Linked DNA regions of Mus musculus: region 1 is linked to region 2. The links are chromatin contacts, called in public Hi-C maps. All regions are on one chromosome and are shown on one strand. The core of a region is the stretch at or near the end of the contact, and the rest is flanking DNA. Distances in the headings are between cores, read along the strand shown.

What was found. A called contact is a pair of places that touch in the nucleus more often than the background predicts.
Region 1: a contact with region 2 is called in a Hi-C map of nephron progenitors, with 1.9 times the contacts expected there. The contact joins two enhancer-like sites. A contact is called at or near these places in 2 of 484 Hi-C or Micro-C datasets (nephron progenitors and neural progenitor cells), 7 of 115 datasets of contacts at active chromatin or transcription factors (astrocytes, differentiating embryonic stem cells, embryonic basal ganglia and 4 more) and 1 of 9 other capture datasets (embryonic stem cells).

The regions. Positions count from the first base shown.
Region 1 is chr16:72,920,480-72,926,259 of GRCm38.p6, reverse strand. All of the region lies in intron 3 of Robo1 (roundabout guidance receptor 1), which reads right to left. Among named protein-coding and RNA genes, the nearest start is that of Gm52247, 36 kb to the left of the region's middle. Within about 2 kb of position 1,644, at least 109 of the 459 cell types and tissues checked have an H3K27ac peak or open chromatin away from gene starts, as enhancers often do. A contact at or near this core is called in embryonic limb bud and nephron progenitors, where this site is marked.
Region 2 is chr16:72,682,455-72,688,673 of GRCm38.p6, reverse strand. All of the region lies in intron 1 of Robo1 (roundabout guidance receptor 1), which reads right to left. Among named protein-coding and RNA genes, the nearest start is that of Robo1, 22 kb to the right of the region's middle. Within about 2 kb of position 1,858, at least 27 of the 459 cell types and tissues checked have an H3K27ac peak or open chromatin away from gene starts, as enhancers often do. A contact at or near this core is called in embryonic limb bud and nephron progenitors, where this site is marked.

The DNA of each region.
Region 1 (5,780 bases), core at 395-2,894, 240 kb before region 2:
AGCGATGGCAGTACTATTCTATTATACACATGACGAAGGGTTGGATAAGTCTTCCAAAATCTCTCATGGTAATTAAAAACTTAGAACCAACTGAGAGAAAATTTAGGCAATTCTGGTCCCAGAGTATGAAGGCAGGCATGACAGTTCTTTTGTGGCCCTTTCCCCCACTATCCAGATCCCTAATTGAACTGTGCAAGAAAAACAGCTTTAATCAAGATGATCTCATCTGCTTAGTAATTATGATTTATTATTATATGTAGGTAATTTCTATTTCTGAATAAACACACTAATTATTGTTTTTCCTCTTTGAAGCTTACATGTCAAGGTCATTATTAAAAAAATGTCAAATTCTTGATAAATTTTCACTATCAAAAAGGCCTGACATAGAACTACTGCCACAATTCCATCAACATTTCTCTTCGATGTAAGTTAACTTTCAAGAATTAATTTGTATATCGCCTCCATATATGTGCTTATTAAATTATACAAAATAAGACTTTAAATCATATCTGTGCCTATGACAACAAGATCTCAAGAAGATCTCTAATAGTAAGTCTTTAGATTAATACAACAATGAACTTGACCCAGCCATATCACAGGTCTTCTGAATTAGCAAAGGTGATTTTAAGTTAACCTGCTCTTTCTAGATTTCCTAACACTACTGACCGCTGTCTCATGAAAAAAGCTACAGCAAACCTCTTTCATTTCTCCCTATGGCCATTGCAATCTGGACATGGGAGCTTGACACAGGAATGAGTCGAGGTGGAGAAGGAGGAAATGGATGGAGATGAGGAAGAAACAATGAACTGTTTAAAGTATTTCCCACTGAGGTCTTTTGATTAAGAGCCATTGCATGTGGCCCACAAAGGCTAGTAGGTAAAGTTGTGGTGTACTCCTGACCAGACACAAAAGGGCAACAGCTGTGCCCTGAGATGAGTCAAAAGAAGATAATAGATGAATACTAATATTAATGATATTTTATCTTGCTGTAGGGTAGAAAAAAATTAAATCAGTCAGATTTCAACCTTATTAAACACCCCACATATACACACACACACACACACACACACACACACACACACACACACTTAAACTTGATAGGGAAAAGTATCCCTCTTTATTTTACTAATTCATTAGCATTGTCTTTTTCATTTTTCACAGCCTAGTTAAAGGACACAGCGTGCTCCTGGGAATTGCACACACATACAGAATTAACTTGGTAACAAGAGGTCAGGCAACAGCGTACACACTGGGCAGGAAATATGAGAGCAAACTGGAAGCAATCACATCACCTTTTCCATTTAATCTCCTGACATAAGAAGGCAAGCATCTCAAAGGGGGAAAAGGAAACATAGCGTGTAAGTCTTTAGATGACTCTCTTCAGCTTTGAATTAGGGGAAAGCGGGCAATTAAGATCTTTTCATGGCTATCCTATATTTGCCTGAGCGACAGACATTCAAGAGCACATGATCCAATTTCGTTTGTTTGCTGGTACACTTTACAACGCTGTCTGAAAACCAACATGATTTCAGCCAGGAGTTTAAACACACTTGATCATCGGAAAGAAGCAACAAGAGACTCAGGCAGAAGAAGCAATTATCCCAGAGGGAGCACGTGGCTCTCCACACAGCTTGGGGAGCCGCCAGCTGAGAACACAGGCCAGGGAGGAATTCCGTCTAGGACTGTGGCAGCTGCAGTTCCCCGGCTACTTCCGTCTTTTGCTGAACTTCGCCTCTTCCTCCTCCGAGCAATTTATAAATTGGTGAAGTGCACCTATGATAATTTGATGACAGACTACATCTAGCCCAGCTAATTGCAGGCAAGTGGGAGGCACCCTGCAGAGACACAGTTAAGTTAGAGGGAGAGGATACTTTTCATTGTGAAGGATAAATTAAGACCTTTCCTTATAATGGGAGCACACCACCAGAGGACCTATTCATGAAGTGTTATTTTAACAAAGAGAAAAAAAGCAAAGATTAAGAAACATGGACTTCTTAATGTCTACCTAGTTTTCTTGCATAAGTGGGGGCTTAAAGACAAGAATAGAAGACTTGAATTTGGCATTTTCTGCTGCAAATCCATTGGGGGGGGGCACTACAGCATGGTCCCTAAAACAATCAAGGGAGAAAACTCCCGTCTAATTTATAATATTCCAAACTCCAGCTGGCCACTGCAGCCAGCTGATGAAATGGCAGGCAGATGACCCAGCATAAGCTTTTAGCTGATTCCCGAGGTGTCTGATTCCCAAGCCATTTAGACTAGAACCCCAAAGTGAATCGCGTAAAAAAACCAAGCAATATAAAGAGCGGTTTTGTCATAAAGTAGCCTTTGCAAGCCATCTCCTAAAAGCAAGGGAGCTGATTTGGCTTTTACGTCTATGAAAATTCTGGGCAGATTACATGGTAGTATTCAGCTTGGATATGAAAAATTAATTTAGCCCACAGCTACTAAACTTAATGTATTATTTCCTTCACAGGTCTCATGAAACAATGTCCTGCTGTTTTAAAGGTAAAAGCCAAGTCTTATGGGCAATTTTCACTCTCCCACAAAACCTGGTTGGCTTTTTATCGCCTCCCCAAGCCATCTGGCTATAATTCTGAATTTACATATAGCCACCGCTACGACCGTCTGAAATAAAAATCTACGGAGGAATTATGACTGCACTCTAGAAATAAAGATGACAAATGTTCATAGTATTTGAGAAGAGAAAAGCTCGCTTTCAAACTCTTGGCTCTTTTGAGTTACAAGGACAAGAGCTGAAAATACTTTGCCAACAGCAAAGCGCTCTCTCGCTCTCTCTCTCTCTCTCTCTCTCTCTCTCTCTCTCTCTCTCTGCCTTCTTGCTGGGCTTCCTTGTTCTCTACAGTTTTGCTTGAGTGTGAGGATTTCCTTCTCCACCAAATACTTTGCAAAGATAATGCCTTTTCCAGAGACCGGGCCTAATTTATAACATTCTCTTACACCCTGACAGAGAGCCACAGTTGAGTGCAGCAGGAATCCTTGGACTTGGAAACACAGTGGGCAGACTGACTTTAGAAAAAGGAAATTTGCAAATATAAAAGAGCAACAGGATTATCTAATACTATTCACTGAGATCCTACACAAGTTTAAGCACATTTTGTAAAAACTGCAGGTTGAAGTTAAGTTTGATCTCTAGCTGCTCCTGTTTTCATCTCAGAATATCAAAGAATTATAAGGAAAAACATGCAAATAAGCAGCTGAAATTAATTGGTGAGTTAGTTAACCAGAACATCATGCCAAAGAGAATAGAGGTATAAATTCAAACCCATACTGCGAATTTCCTTTTCTTTTATTGAACATAATATGATGCTAGAAAAAAAACAAAACTCATTGACTTGACAGTTCTGTGCCTTAGTCATTGGGGATACATGAGAAAACAAATCACCCTCATATCTCTAAGCATTATGTTATATATTATGTGTGTGTGTGTGTGTGTGTGTGTGTGTGTGTGTGTAACTTATGAAGAATGATCACTTATTTATGTTTAGTGAATGTAATCCTTCAGGAACACAAAGACTGAACAAGAGTTCAAACATTAACATTAGGTGTTAGCATTAGCCATGCACACCTCTTGCCAGCTAGTGATGAACCATGCTACCTGAAAAGTTAAAACAAGAACTTCCCGTGGGCGTCTACTTCTATTCTGATCTATGAAAACCAAACAAAGGAGAAAGCTACTTATTTCAAAAAACATTTAAAAAACCATTTGGGTTGGCTTCAAAGACATCCTCTTACAATCATACGTGGTTCAGTTCCATAGCGGAGACGGAAAACACAAAGGAGAAATGCTCTGCCAAGAGCATCAAGGGACTACAGATTGCTATAATGGATCTACTGATTGCTCCCGGACCTCGGCTTAACCATCAAGGGGGCTACAATTGTTCATGACCTATGTCTAAATTACAGTTAGAACTTGGAGTTGGAAATCAGAATTTTGTAAGTCCTAGGTTGCTTCCAGACCCCCACATCCCCCACAACCCCCACCCCTACCCCAGGAACTCTGCCACTACCAGGTGGTTGTGCTGGAAGTGATGTCAGCCAATGGGAAGCCTAACAAGGACAATACAACCAGAGATAAACGCAATTTCCCATCCTTCTTTGCTTGTCTTCCATGCATCAACACGTTCTGTGACGACTGGGACTTTTTCCTAAGTTTAGCATTTAAAATACACAGCATCTATGTAGAAAACATGTTATCTGTATTTTTCCAGGGCGATTGCATGAACCGGCTTTTCATGATGTCTGCTGTCATCTCTTCAGACCCTGCTTAATATTCCAGAACTGGATATCATTCCAAACTCTTATGTTACACTATGGAAGACAAATTCCAATTCTGATCATCTCCCCAAAGAAATGCATCTAAGTTCTCTGACTCGTGTCTGGGAATTTTAAATGACATCTGAAGAACAAAAAAAAAATGAAACACTGTCTTAGGTGCAAAATGCTTTTAGTGGCTTTGGGTAGGCAAGTTAGCACATGAAACTTTCTTCATCAAGTCTGTGGCAAGTTTAATCAATAGCCTGATATTTCCATGTAGCAATCTGTGTTCATCATAGTTATGACATCTTTAACACCTGTGGTGTATATATAGTCCAATGCTGCAGGCTTTATCGTTAGTTTTACAACCTACTCACAATAAAGACACATTCTCCTGTTTTGTTTTGTTCTGTTTGGGGGAGGGATATGAGATAACTAACAATCAGGGAATAGCAATCATTTGTTCCAGATCATTAGTGCCCTGGACCCCATTCTGCGCACATACAAAGCAAAGCTTCTCTAGTGGGCTTTCTTCTGGATAGAGATTAGGAACGTATATTTTCTTGGCTTCCCACAACAGGCGGTACACATCTGCAATACTGTGTAAATGTATGGAAACACTGAGCTCCAAAGACTAGAACAAATAAATATGATCCCAGGGCTTCGCCAGGGTGTTAGACCTAGGGTCCCCCTTTCAGCACATGACAGACTTAAGCATGCTTGATACGAAATCCAGCCTAATTACATTTAATCCTTCGAGTTGTCATCGGAATAGATGTGCCTATTTACAGCACATATTGCCTGTGTTGTGTGCAGGATGTGGAGTTAGGGAAACATCCCACATTAGTGACTATGCAGCGAGAACAGCTCTCTTGCTTGTAGGTAAACATGAGTTTATTATAGCTTGCTTAGAGTTCAGGCAGAATATTTATAGGCTTCTCTAATGAAGATGGGTAAACCCGATAGGATCTTTGCAAGCGTGATGCAGGGTTCTGTGGAGTGGAGGGATGCATCTAGATGAGAGAAGAGGGTGTAAAAGGCAGCTTAAGAAATGATGGATTCCTTTATCCTCTCAAGGAGATGAAGGTCCATTACCTTCAACCAATTTTCTATAAATTGAGCTCAACTGCTCTTGAGAGTTTTCCACACAAGTGGATTTTAACCTAAGCCTGTTTTAAGCATGGTCACCCTTCCATGTTTCAGGAGCACCTATACTTCTAAGATTTAGGAAGCGAAATGCTGTACCATCTGGTAGTAATTCTGTTAATGTACACCAGATTATTTTTTACAAGTGTATGATTTATCATATTATCAAATTCTTTGGTTTTAAGGAGATAAAGACTGAAGCGGTCAGACGTTACCAATCTATGTTTGGTTTAAAAGCATCTGGCCCTTTAAACAATAGAAAAAGTCCAGTCAGCATTAGGGACTTTGGCCTAGGAATGAAAATTGAAATTATTCTTGAGGGAGAATCTTTCAGTGTAGACACCATAGAGGAATAA
Region 2 (6,219 bases), core at 609-3,108:
AAATAACAATGTGATCACAGGGGAAGATCTTCCTGCCTAAGACAAGCAATCCAAGCACCTTTGTGTCCTTCCAGGGTTTCCAGAGCAACCAAAGTCTTGTTCAAGGAAATTTCTGAAGTAAATCAGATTTGTCTATTTTACCAGGAACAAAAGCCACAATGAGGTCTGGTGTGCATGCCAAGGCTTGCACTGAGATGACAGTGCGCACGTCTTTCTAGTTTGCCAGACTGCCAGAAAAGCTACGTGTATTGCACCTCAGTCTTTCACAATCCTGAACAAGAACTTTGTTCAATTCCTCTACAGTCTCTGTGGCTATCGGACCCCCTCCCCCATCCGCACCCATCCAAGTAAGCAAACCCTGAACCCAAGAAAACTGAAGGCCAGGCACACAGTTCAAAAGCAAACTCCCAACACCCACATGTTCCGCAACAGCCTAGTAGAGGGGAATACAAAGATAACAGTTCCCAGAGGTGCATGTGTGTGGAGAGGGGCCTGTGTACATGCGCACACATGCACACAGAACGCTTCTAAAGAAAAAAAAAAAAGATTTAATAACCACACTAGCATCCTAAATAAACACCATTAACAAAAACCATTTTTCTTCTCATAGTTTGAAAGTTCTTGAATGTCAGGTTGATTTGGGCTGCAATGCAAAGGACTTGAGGCTTGCATTTACTTATCATTTCATTGAAGCTGCAGCAGGGGTGCAATGTATTTATATTTGTAGCTGAGCTCGGCCAAGTCAGTTTCTAGACTTATTAGGGCATGGCGATGTTGACACAGGGCTAAGTGCAAAGCCTTGACCTTTGCATTTCCGCCCTGACCTTGGAACTGAATTTACTCAGCCCATCTCAGAGCCTTTGCTTCTGGGGTGATGTCAGAGCAGCCTGCAGTGTTTAAAGAATCAGTTCACCCAAATGAGAGTTATTTACTTTGAATGTCATGGCAGGTCCTCTGAGGGTTGGTGAGATTTGTTTGTTTTGGGGAGGTCTGTTTGTTTGTTTTGCCCTTTGGGATGGGGCTCCCGATCATCACCCACATCTATTCTACTTCAGGGAAAGCAAACTGTCTCCTAAAATCTTTAAAGTTTACATCAAAATCTGCTAAACCAAAATGATGCTTTCCCACCAAATCTTGTTATATTTGGGCCACAATTCAATTAAAGGAACGCCCTCTGTAAAATGAACATATAATATTGAAGAAGAAATGAGCATAGTTTGTTAGATAGTAAGAATTTCTTAATGATTAGAATGTTGAATTCCAATTCTGTTTACATAACTTACTTCAAAAAGTCTAGTCATTTAAGTAAACTTAGTCTAGACAGAATCAGACTTTCTTTCTCATTTGTTATTAAGATCAATGTAGATGATAAACTCAACTTTATAAGGAAGCTTTGGGGCTGGGGAGATGGGTATAGGACTTGGTCCATAAGTGTGTGGGCCAGTATTTGGATCCCCAGAAATCATGTAAATAATAGGCAAGTTGGGTCTCCCACTTGTAACCTAGCACTCTGTGGCAGAGTCAGGGGATCCCCAGAGCATGCTGGCTATCCAAACTCCCACAGTCATCAAATTCAGTATTCAAGTGAGAAGTCCTGTATTAGTAAGAGAGTAAGAGAACATTCAGGACATTAGACACCAACCTGTGGCACACACGCGCGCGCGCACACACACACACACACAGATTTAGTCTTTCCTTCCTATGTATACCTTGGTCATAAACAACCTTAATGCTTCAAACTCCATTCCTTGGCTGAGATCCACTCTCCAAGATTTGAAGCCAACCAGGGAAAAGGAAAAGAATATATCAAATTACCCAAGTACTTAGCAGGAAAACAGACAGTGCGCATGGAAAGCATCTGGGGAGGGAGTTGGATCTATCAAAAACACTCAATGGCGAGAGAAAAGGCGATTTCCCCCTGAAGAGTGTGTGAGTATGTTCTATTGAGGTAAATTGGCTTCTCTATGTAAAAGGTGGTAGATCTGTTGATGCCATTGGCTGGGTTGCTCTTATCTCAACAGAGGGCTTGGCATTTGGGGCTCTAAAGTTTCTAAATCGGCTCAGTGCTAAACAGGGCTCTGAAAAGAACGTTCCATTTGAGATACCGAGTAAATGGGCTCACACAGCATGAAGTTTATTGTAGCTCAAGCTAATTTTCACATTTTTTTCCTCTATATAACAAGCTAGTCATTTGTCCTCTGTATTCATAATGGAAAGAAAACAAGAGTGTCTTTGTTTGTGTACAGTAACTAGATGCTGTAAAAGTCATTCAGTCAAGCTTCACTATGCTCTCACCTTTAAGCCTTAACCTGACTTGTAACAATATTTGTAGCCTCTAAAATTACACTGGTTGAACCCAGACGGAGTTAATCACCCTTCACTGTCTCAGAGAAAAGTATAATGACCTACCATTTAATGTGAAGCCATTAAAATGCGAGAGGGGGGCAAGAATTCACATGGTGTGTTTATAAATACCTCACAGACATGAATCCATACATTCAACCCTACCAGGACACTTTTCATATGGCATTTGTTTAGACAGCCAGATGGAAAATAATGACTGTTGTACACACAAGGCCAGAAGTGTCTGCTCTGTTAGCTGATGCAGCTCACTTTATACTTTTAGTACTGACATAAATTAATTCTAACAAATTCCATCTGTCCCAGAACAAAGAAAGACCCGAATCAAAGTGGAGTAATTAATGATATTCTTCCCTTCTCTTAACTACCATGACTCCCCACATAGGGCAAACCCATAAGGTCCCAGATTTCTACCTTCAAAGTATAACCAGAATCTTTCCATCAGGTCTGCTACATCACACAAATCCAAGGAGCCTGGTTCTTCTCACGAGCAGGGTCTGTGCTCCAGGAGGAGCACCCTCCTGAGGGCCCAGGATGACCTGTGATTGTGCAGTGCACAGAGCCTAGGTCACTTCTCTCTCCATGCCCGACTCCACCTCAGCCTTGGTTCCTTCCGAGGTAGCTTCTTCAGTGTTTATCATCTTGCTTCTACAAAGCATCCTCCTAGAGGATTTTTTAAAGACAGATTGCCAGAGCCACCTTGCCATAACCCTGGTTAGCCCAGAGCCTATAATCCAGACTAACTAGGAAGAGAGAGAGACTAGAAGGCATGAAAGATAAAGGTGTTTCTGGGCCTCAAACTGATAGAAATCAACGGACTCTGTGTCCAGAGTGCTGGGATTAAAGGCCTGTACCACTGCGCCTGGTCCTTATCCCCAATTTTTGAGTGTCTTTATAACATAAAAGTCTCATGCCAAGATAATTATGATTGTCAGTCACACGCATACACTAGGGTTCTTTTGGTTTCAGAAGAGCATAGAAAAATATACTTGTACATGTATATACCCATAACATGCATGCATTTGTGTTATAAAACATTACATATAACATATTATATGTTATATGTATGTGTATATGTGTATGTATATATGTATACTATATGTGTATATATTATATAGAACTATATAATATATAGACATATAATATATAGACTTAAATATAATTATTTATAATTATAAATATAAATGTGTTACCTTTAAAGAGGTTGACAATGACATGTCTGCCTATCACCACAAAGGCTGTGATGCAGGCTGAGGAAGCTGTTGAGCAGCCCTCAAAGCATAAGGCAGCTCCACAAAGATTCACCCAGTCCAAAGCATCATCAGGGCGATGCTTAACAAATCCCGATAAGGTCCTCTCCTCCCTCATGCAAACTTTGCTTAAAGAAGGAACAGCACTCTCATTTCTATTTTGTGGTTGGTCAGAGATAATTCTAAATTAGTTCCTCATGATCACTGTTTAGTAATGAGTTGCTATATCTAAGATAGATAGATAGATAGATAGATAGATAGATAGATAGATAGATAGATGATAGATAGATAGATAGATAGATGGATAGATGATAGATAGATAGATAGATAGATAGATAGATAGATAGATAGATAGATAGATAGATAGTGCTTTGTTACAGGGCATGAGAGACAAATGTGTTCCTGTAGATGAAGCCTAACGTGCCTGATGTGTGCTGAATAAGGGTTAGGCACAGAAGCAAGAGGAAGAAACAGCATTACAGAAGACTAAGCCTGAAGAGCAGCGGGGTACCAATGCTTCTGTATTCTTGTAGTAAGAGAATGGCCACCGCAACTGGATGGGTAACAGATCCTGGCAGATGGACAGACACTAGAGGATTTCTGTCTTAATGCGTGCTACACCAGACTTTCTTTGGATCACAATGAGGCCCCCCTCCCCCCAGTCTCTAATCTTCAGGGTAACCTTACCCAGTGATGACTCAGTAATGATTTGTACATTTGAATTATCCTGAAATGGGCTCCATGTTCCACGCTTTTTTTTCCCTTATAAATCAATAGTACTTCACTGAAATGGCAATATGCTCAGCAAAGAAGCAAACTCGCTCAAAATCGAAGGGAATGCAACTAAAACAGACTCAGAGACACCTGTTTCCTTTCATTTTTGTCTCCTTTAACAAGACCTCTAATCTTACTGTAGTAATTCTGATAGAGATAATAGTGACCACCAAAGCCAGCCGGAAGAGCTGGCTGGAGTCAAGCCTCGTTTGCTCCCTTTCCTCCCTCCTAAGCTTCTTTCTCACTAGAAAAGCTTCTCTTAGCACTTAATTCAGGCTTCTCCAAAGCCACATCTTTGCATCAATGATTGGCTTGCACTTCAGGTTCTTTCCCCCAGTGTTTTAAGCTTTAGGTTTCCTGTAAGGCAGGTACCATCCACAGGGCTCTCTCAGCATCACCAGGTCCTCCTGTAGTCCAGAACTCCTACCCAGAGATTCTCTTCAAATCCCTTCCTCTTACACAAATTCCCCCCGAAGCTCATCTCTTCATTTGACCAAGCAGAACTCTCTCTTTCCTCACTGTTACATCTCCGCTGGTCTTTACTCTCCTTCTTTCCCCTTCATTATTTGAATAGTCTTAACCAATCTAGTGGCTGGGAAATTTTTCTATCCCATTCGAACAAACATCATCTTCCCTATCTAAAAACTAAGAACATAATGTTTTTCCCTTCACCACACAGTGAAATTCAGTCTGGTTAACTTGGAGCAAGAAACCCCTCATATTCTGCCCACTCTTTTGGTGAGAAATATTTTCATAGGCACCAGATCTGTTAACTATATTCATCCCTCAAGACCAGAAGGAATTTGGCTGCAGGACCTCCTAGGATACCTAAATCCAATGATGTGCAAAGTTGCTTTTAATATAAATACTGAAAGCATATTGTGTGTGGCCTCCAGCATCCTTCGCCATATTTTAAATTCTCGGGATGAGGTGTATTCCCGAATACAATGCAAAGAGTCGTCACATTATTTTATTTTACAAATAATGATAGCTAAAATAAGCCTGCCAGTGGAAAAAAAACCAAAAAGATTTGTTTTCCAAATCTTTCGTTCGATTGTTGATGAGGCTGAGAGTGTGGTACAGGTTACGAGGTGACTACCCCAATCCCAAGTGGCTCCTGGTTTCCCCACCAACACAATTTCTTTTCTGTGTGCTTTCATATGTTTATTTTGTTTATTCTTATGGGTAACTGGGAGACCAAAGAAGAAGACTGCTTTCCAGTATTATTTAATTGGCCTCTGTGCTCCTCTTCCTTGGAAAGAAGCACATTTTCTCTTCTAACATTTATATTTATTGTGGACATAAGTGTGTGTGTGTGCTCGCACACACATACACACGTTCTAATGGCTCATACACCTCCCTCATGGATCAAATAAGACAACATGAAGCTTGAGTGTCATAACAATAGCTGGATTTGCTTCTATTGTACCAAACCCTCAACAGTTCTTAGCTAGAACAGGTATCTGGTGAGAAAGCAGTTTTGAATGGTAAATATTCTAAAGAATTCTAAAATGGGAATTTCGAGGGCTGGAGAGTTGATTTCTGCATAAGAAGTGCACGCTAGAGCAGCAGCCTGATCCCCACAGTCCAGAGAAAAGTAAAAGCAGACACTAACGCCATAAAGTCGCCTGGGTTCTGCACATATGATTGCCATCGCATGTGTGTGTGCACACACACTAAATTAAATACATTTTGCAACAGCATTTTTAATGAAGACAGTATTTAAAGTGTCTCATTCCACTCAGAAGTCAGTTTTAGTAAACTACCGAGCAGGCATTTCAAGGAACTTTAAAAGCAACTTGCAGTGCTCAAACTCTCTAGCTGTTTCTATAAC